2 separate regions of the Mus musculus genome follow, and region 2 is linked to region 1. The links are chromatin contacts, called in public HiChIP or PLAC-seq maps. All regions are on one chromosome and are shown on one strand. The core of a region is the stretch at or near the end of the contact, and the rest is flanking DNA. Distances in the headings are between cores, read along the strand shown.

Region 1 (2,700 bases), core at 138-2,637:
CCTTGTATCCTGCTAGCTCAGTTCACATTCTGTCTCTTGTGGAGTGCACGCACAGTGTGAAGGTGTGTGGTGTAGGGTTCCAACAGCTAGATGGCAGTGTGTACGCTGTGGCTTCTCTGGCTACCCAGCAGGGGATGACCCCTGGCTGGTATCCAGCATACAGGGGCCTCTTGGCCTGGTGGACAATAAAAGCCAGGCCACTTTGTGCCCAGCAGAACTCACCCTGACTAAGCAGTCAGTGCTGCCACTGCCTGCATTAGGAATGGATGCTTCCCTCAGGTCTGGAACCAGTTAAACAGCAAAGACGAGGACCCAGGAGGTAAGTGGCAAGCTTGTGTCCACATCATGAGGCAGAGGGGGATGTGAGAGATGATGAGATAAGAGAGAATTTCCCAAGTTTCAGAATCCAGAAGGCAAGTGCATATCAAGACGTCACTGCTGGACTGATAGGAGGCTCAGTCAATAAAGCCCCTGCGCTTGCACACGGATAGGAGTTTGATCCCTAGATAAAAAAGAGCCAGGCACGGTGGCTCATGCTGGGTCTGTGGAAACAGGGGGCTCCCTGGTGCTGGCTGGGCAAACAATCCATACTACTTGGAATGTTCCAGGCCAAATGAGAGACACTGTCTCAAGAAAGAAACAGAAACACGGACAGCACCAGAGGAACATTTGAGTATGAACTTGGCTTCTATGTGCATGTGCATACACCTACACACACACAACCCTAGACACACATGTACACACACATGCCTATATACCACACACATACAACCCTACACACACCTACACACACATACACACCTACACATCACATACACACTTACAAACTACATACACACACATACCTACACACATCCATACACCTATACACCTACATACACACATACACATATACAACACCTACACACCTACACACATACCCATACAACTACACACCTATACACACGCTTACACACCTACATATACATCCATACCCCTACACACCTACACACACATACATACACCTACACACACCTTAAAACACACAAACATACACACCTATATACCACACACACATACACACACACACTTCAATGCAGAAGTATAGAAACAGCTATAAGGCTATGCACCATCCTTCATACAAAGACGAAGCTAAGAGCCAAGTGTGATGGCTCATGCCTGTCATCCCAGCACTGTAAAAGCAGAGGCCAGAGTTCAAGAGTTCAAGACCAGCTTTGGTTACCTAGCACGTTCAAGGTTAACCCAGGTTACATGAGCCTCTTCTGGAATACAGTGATACCACATCTCTCCTAGTTCAGCAGAGCTCGCTCTGAGACTTAGTGTGGATGTGTTTCCTCATACATAGTTATGTGATTAGGCAACTGTAACAGGCAAAGATAAGTCAGGCAGCGAGTACTCGCTGGGGTGATTTCCTTCGCTGTGTTTCCGGAAGCTGCATGAGTAAATGTTGCCCTATGATATTCATAAATGCCACTGACACCCAGAGCCAGCAACCTTAACCTATCAGCAGTGGCTGTGTGTCACGCTTCCATGAGTCAGCTGGAAATACTTGGGGACTCCTAAATGCTGAGTGTGGCAGCCAGATTCACCGACTCACCTGGGAGATCAGGGTTGGAATCCACACAGATTCCGGGCTTGCCAGAGAGATAGCTCGGGGGGGGGGGGGGGGAATCAGCCTGTGTCACACAGAAACTGCAAAGCCCAGAGTGCCATTAAGTTCATTTTGGAACAACTATGACAGTGAGCATTGTCCACACCTGCCTCACACCACCAGAGGCCACTGTCTGAAGAAGACATTAAAGCAAGATAATTAACACACAGTTGTCCCCATATCTGCAGGGACCCAGGACTCCGAAATAAACAGATGGCATAGTATTGGCACAATCCTACTGCCTCAGTCTCCCGAGTGCTAGGACTACAGGTGTGTACTACTGAGCCCAGTTAAAAGAATATTCTTCACTCTTGATTGGCTGAGTCCATCAATGTGGAATTTGGGGTTCTAGGGTGGTGGTGGCTGGAGATGTGGCAAGTGGTCATGACAACAGCAGGGTTGGACCTATTTCTCCCCCTCAGTCCTTGTGGTTCACCAGTGCACAAGGGAGGACACACCAAATGTAGGGAGTAAGGAGGGTGCTGGAGAGAACAGTGGTCCTTGAGCCTCAGAAACTGTCCTTCCTCACAAACACCCAGAACAGCAAGGATGACCCTTCTCCTCACAGGACAGTCCTTGGTTCAGTGACAATTCTTGAGTGGCCATACTTGCCTGTGGTGTGTGACATCACTCACAGGTGACAGTACCTGGAACTGTGAGTTAAAATCACTTAAGTTGTTTGTGCCCAACAGCCAGAGAAGTAACACACTCTTCAGGAGTTCCCACCCTTAGCCACCACTGTGCCTTTGTAGGTGAGAAGCCACCTCTCCCTGCTCTGCCTCCCATGTTGGGAACAGGCAAGGCCAGTGACCATGTGCAAATATGTTAGCGGCCCAGGCTGCCACTGAGGACAGGTGGCCTCCCAAGGTCCTGTGCTAGGTAGGTAGTAACACAAACTCCGCCTTCCTGGAGTCTGGGGGCTGAGTGCTATTCTAGGTCCCATGTGCACGCATTATGCATGCACTGAAGAACACCACTGTGCATTAAGGCCAAGGAAGTAGAGGGGCTTTGTGACTGTTGCAGGCTGGAATTTCCCATGCATATTCATG
Region 2 (2,700 bases), core at 136-2,635, 120 kb before region 1:
GGGTAACTTTTCTGTGTTGCCTAGGTCATGTGCTGCAACCTACCTGAAGGAGATGGTGTTGGGAGGCAGAGCCTATGGGAAGAGAGTTGATCACTGGCATAGAGACCTCCTGACAGGACTGAAGCCCTTATGAAAGAGGGCTCTGGGCAGCTGCCTTCTACCTCATCCCCTATAGGCCCTGCAGTCTTTAGAAACCCAGACTCATAGACCTCCAGATCCAGAACCCTGAGAAGAAATGCCTGTTGCTCTTTGGTCCCAGGATTGAGCTCATATGGGGGGGAAGGGGAGAGGACAAGGAAAGAATGAGAGTGAAGAAATTAAGAGGGAACCCCTCTCTTTGTAAAGTCCCAACAGGTGCCAACAGATGGGCAGATGCCAGGCATCGTGGCCACATGGGAGATGCACATGGTAGCCACAGGGCCCAACTGTCTCTCATCATAATCCAAAGGAATAAAGGGGGAAAGTGGGGACCCCTGTGTGTGTGTGTGTGTGTGTGTGTGTGTGTGTGTGTGTGTGTGTGTAGCTCAGCTCAGGGCAGGGAGCTAGGAATGCAGATGAAGATGATAAGGCTGGCTTGGAGGTACCTTGGTAAGGTTTCTTCACCAAATGATCATACTGTGAGACACCCCACCCCACCCCACACACACACACTACTGTTCCCAACAGGAATATTTCTTTGAAATGAAGTGTCTGTATAGGGCAAATACATCAACATTCACAGCCTTCAGAAACTAAATCATCAGTAAGGGTATGGGTGGACACATGGTTGAGCAAGTTGTGATGTCACTCATGGGTAAGAAGGATTAGTACTGATTTTCAAAGATCTTGGAATAGTGGTGTGGACTACAAGAAGGCACTGCTGTGGGTAACACTTCTACTCATGGAAAAGTTTTCAAGTCACATGCCTGATTTTGCTGTAGCTGGGGATAGGAGAAAGGGAGGTGAGGTTGGCCCTCCTCCATTGCAGAGGATTGTCATCTGTCATTCGTTAGACCTTGACCTGGTTGGTGCCTTGCCAATCACATAGATGTTGATGTTCATAAAGCTTCACACTGAAAGTTTGAAGTGTTTACTGTGTGCTGATGTGATATCTCAGTGAGACTCTTGGGAAACCCAATGTCTTCCCATCACAGGGCTCCAAGGAACAAGCCACCTCTCTCTCTCTGTCTCTCTGTCTCTGTCTCTGTATATTTGTGTGTTGGGGATGATGGCATTCTATATGGAGGAAAAGGTACTGGGACAAACACAGGATAATGACTTCCCAGATTGCCCCTGAAATATTGCCTGGATCGAGATTCAGGTTGGGCACAGTGCCTGAGTCACTGCTTCTTGTTGTTTGTCTTTGGGGTGAGGGGGCAGGATGGGTGAGGTGACTGATCTCTGAGCCCTACACTTGATGGCGCATCTGGGAGGGGCCACCTTTATATTCTGAGTCTGTTGTGGTTTGAGTAAGAATGACGCCCAGAGATCCATATATTTGAATGTTTGGTCATCAGGGAGTGGCACTACTTGAGAGGGATTAGTCAGTGTGGCCTTATTGAAGGAAGTGTGTCACTTAGGATGTACTTTGGGGTTTCAAAAACCCAAATCAATTCCAGTGACTCTGGATCTTCCTGCTGCCTGCAGATCCAGATATAGAACTTTCAGCTACTTCTCCAGCACCATGTCAGCCTGCATGCCACCATGCTCCCTGCCATGACAATAATGGACGAAACCTCTGAAACTGTAAGCCAGCCTCAGTTAAATTCTCTCTTTTATAGGAGTTGCCATGGTCATGGCATCTCTTCACATCAACAGACCACTGACTAAAAGTCTATAGTACACCTCCCATTCTGAAGATTAGGGGGCATAGCTGTCACTCTGGTAAAAGTAGGGGACCTGAGTGATACTGTACCCTCAGTTTTATCCCTCCCCTCCCAGAGGGATATCACATAGTACAATTCCCACCCTTCTTGCCCAAAGCTCTACACAAGCCTCTCATTTCACATAGACTATTCTAATGGGTGCCTAGTCTTCTAGCTGTGGCTGAGGTAGGATGAGGTGGTGATGGAGAACTCAGCCATTCTTCTACCATCTGTAATCTCACAGTGCCTAGAGCTCACAGTGGCCTCTTCTGTTGGGAGCCGCCCCCACATTCGCCGTCACAAGATGGCGCTGACATCCTGTGTTCTAAGTGGTAAACAAATAATCTGCGCATGTGCCAAGGGTATTACGACTACTTGTACTCTACCTTTCCCGTAAACGTCAGCTCGGCCATGGGCTGCAGCCAATCAGGGAGTGATGCGTCCTAGGCGAAATATAACTCTCTTAAAAAAGGGGACGGGGTTTCCGCCATTTCTCTCTCGCTGGCATCTCTCTGGCTCTGCGCGCCCTGCGCTCTCTCGCTGCCTAAAGATGTAAACAATAGAGCACGCTCTGCGCTTTGGCGCGCCGGAGCTCTGGCTCCTAAAAATATAGAAGGGGCTTTCGTTTTTGGGGCTGGGCGCTGGGCGCTTGCCCTCCTGGCTCCCAAAGATGTAAGCAATAAAGTTTTGCCGCAGAAGATTCTGGTTTGCTGTGTTCTTCCTGGCCGGGCGTGAGAACACGCTAGTAAGAATTGGTGCTGAAACCCGGGACGAGAAATTCCGGGACGAGAAAAAATCCGGGAAGAAAAAACCCGGGAGGAAACTCGGGACGGGAGTTTCACCGGCACAAGGAAGA

The links. HiChIP or PLAC-seq counts read pairs in DNA pulled down with a chosen protein or histone mark.
Region 2: a contact with region 1 is called in an HNF4G HiChIP or PLAC-seq map of pancreatic cancer cells. The contact joins two enhancer-like sites. A contact is called at or near these places in 4 of 484 Hi-C or Micro-C datasets (brown adipocytes, embryonic stem cells, spermatogonial stem cells and 1 more) and 2 of 115 datasets of contacts at active chromatin or transcription factors (embryonic basal ganglia and pancreatic cancer cells).

What each region holds. Positions count from the first base shown.
Region 1 is chr7:144,232,403-144,235,102 of GRCm38.p6, reverse strand. The region is part of intron 4 of Shank2 (SH3 and multiple ankyrin repeat domains 2); the gene reads right to left. Among named protein-coding and RNA genes, the nearest start is that of Shank2, 58 kb to the right of the region's middle. Within about 2 kb of position 1,387, at least 38 of the 459 cell types and tissues checked have an H3K27ac peak or open chromatin away from gene starts, as enhancers often do. A contact at or near this core is called in pancreatic cancer cells, where this site is marked.
Region 2 is chr7:144,354,011-144,356,710 of GRCm38.p6, reverse strand. The region is part of intron 7 of Shank2 (SH3 and multiple ankyrin repeat domains 2); the gene reads right to left. Among named protein-coding and RNA genes, the nearest start is that of Gm14372, 52 kb to the left of the region's middle. Within about 2 kb of position 1,385, at least 8 of the 459 cell types and tissues checked have an H3K27ac peak or open chromatin away from gene starts, as enhancers often do. A contact at or near this core is called in pancreatic cancer cells, where this site is marked.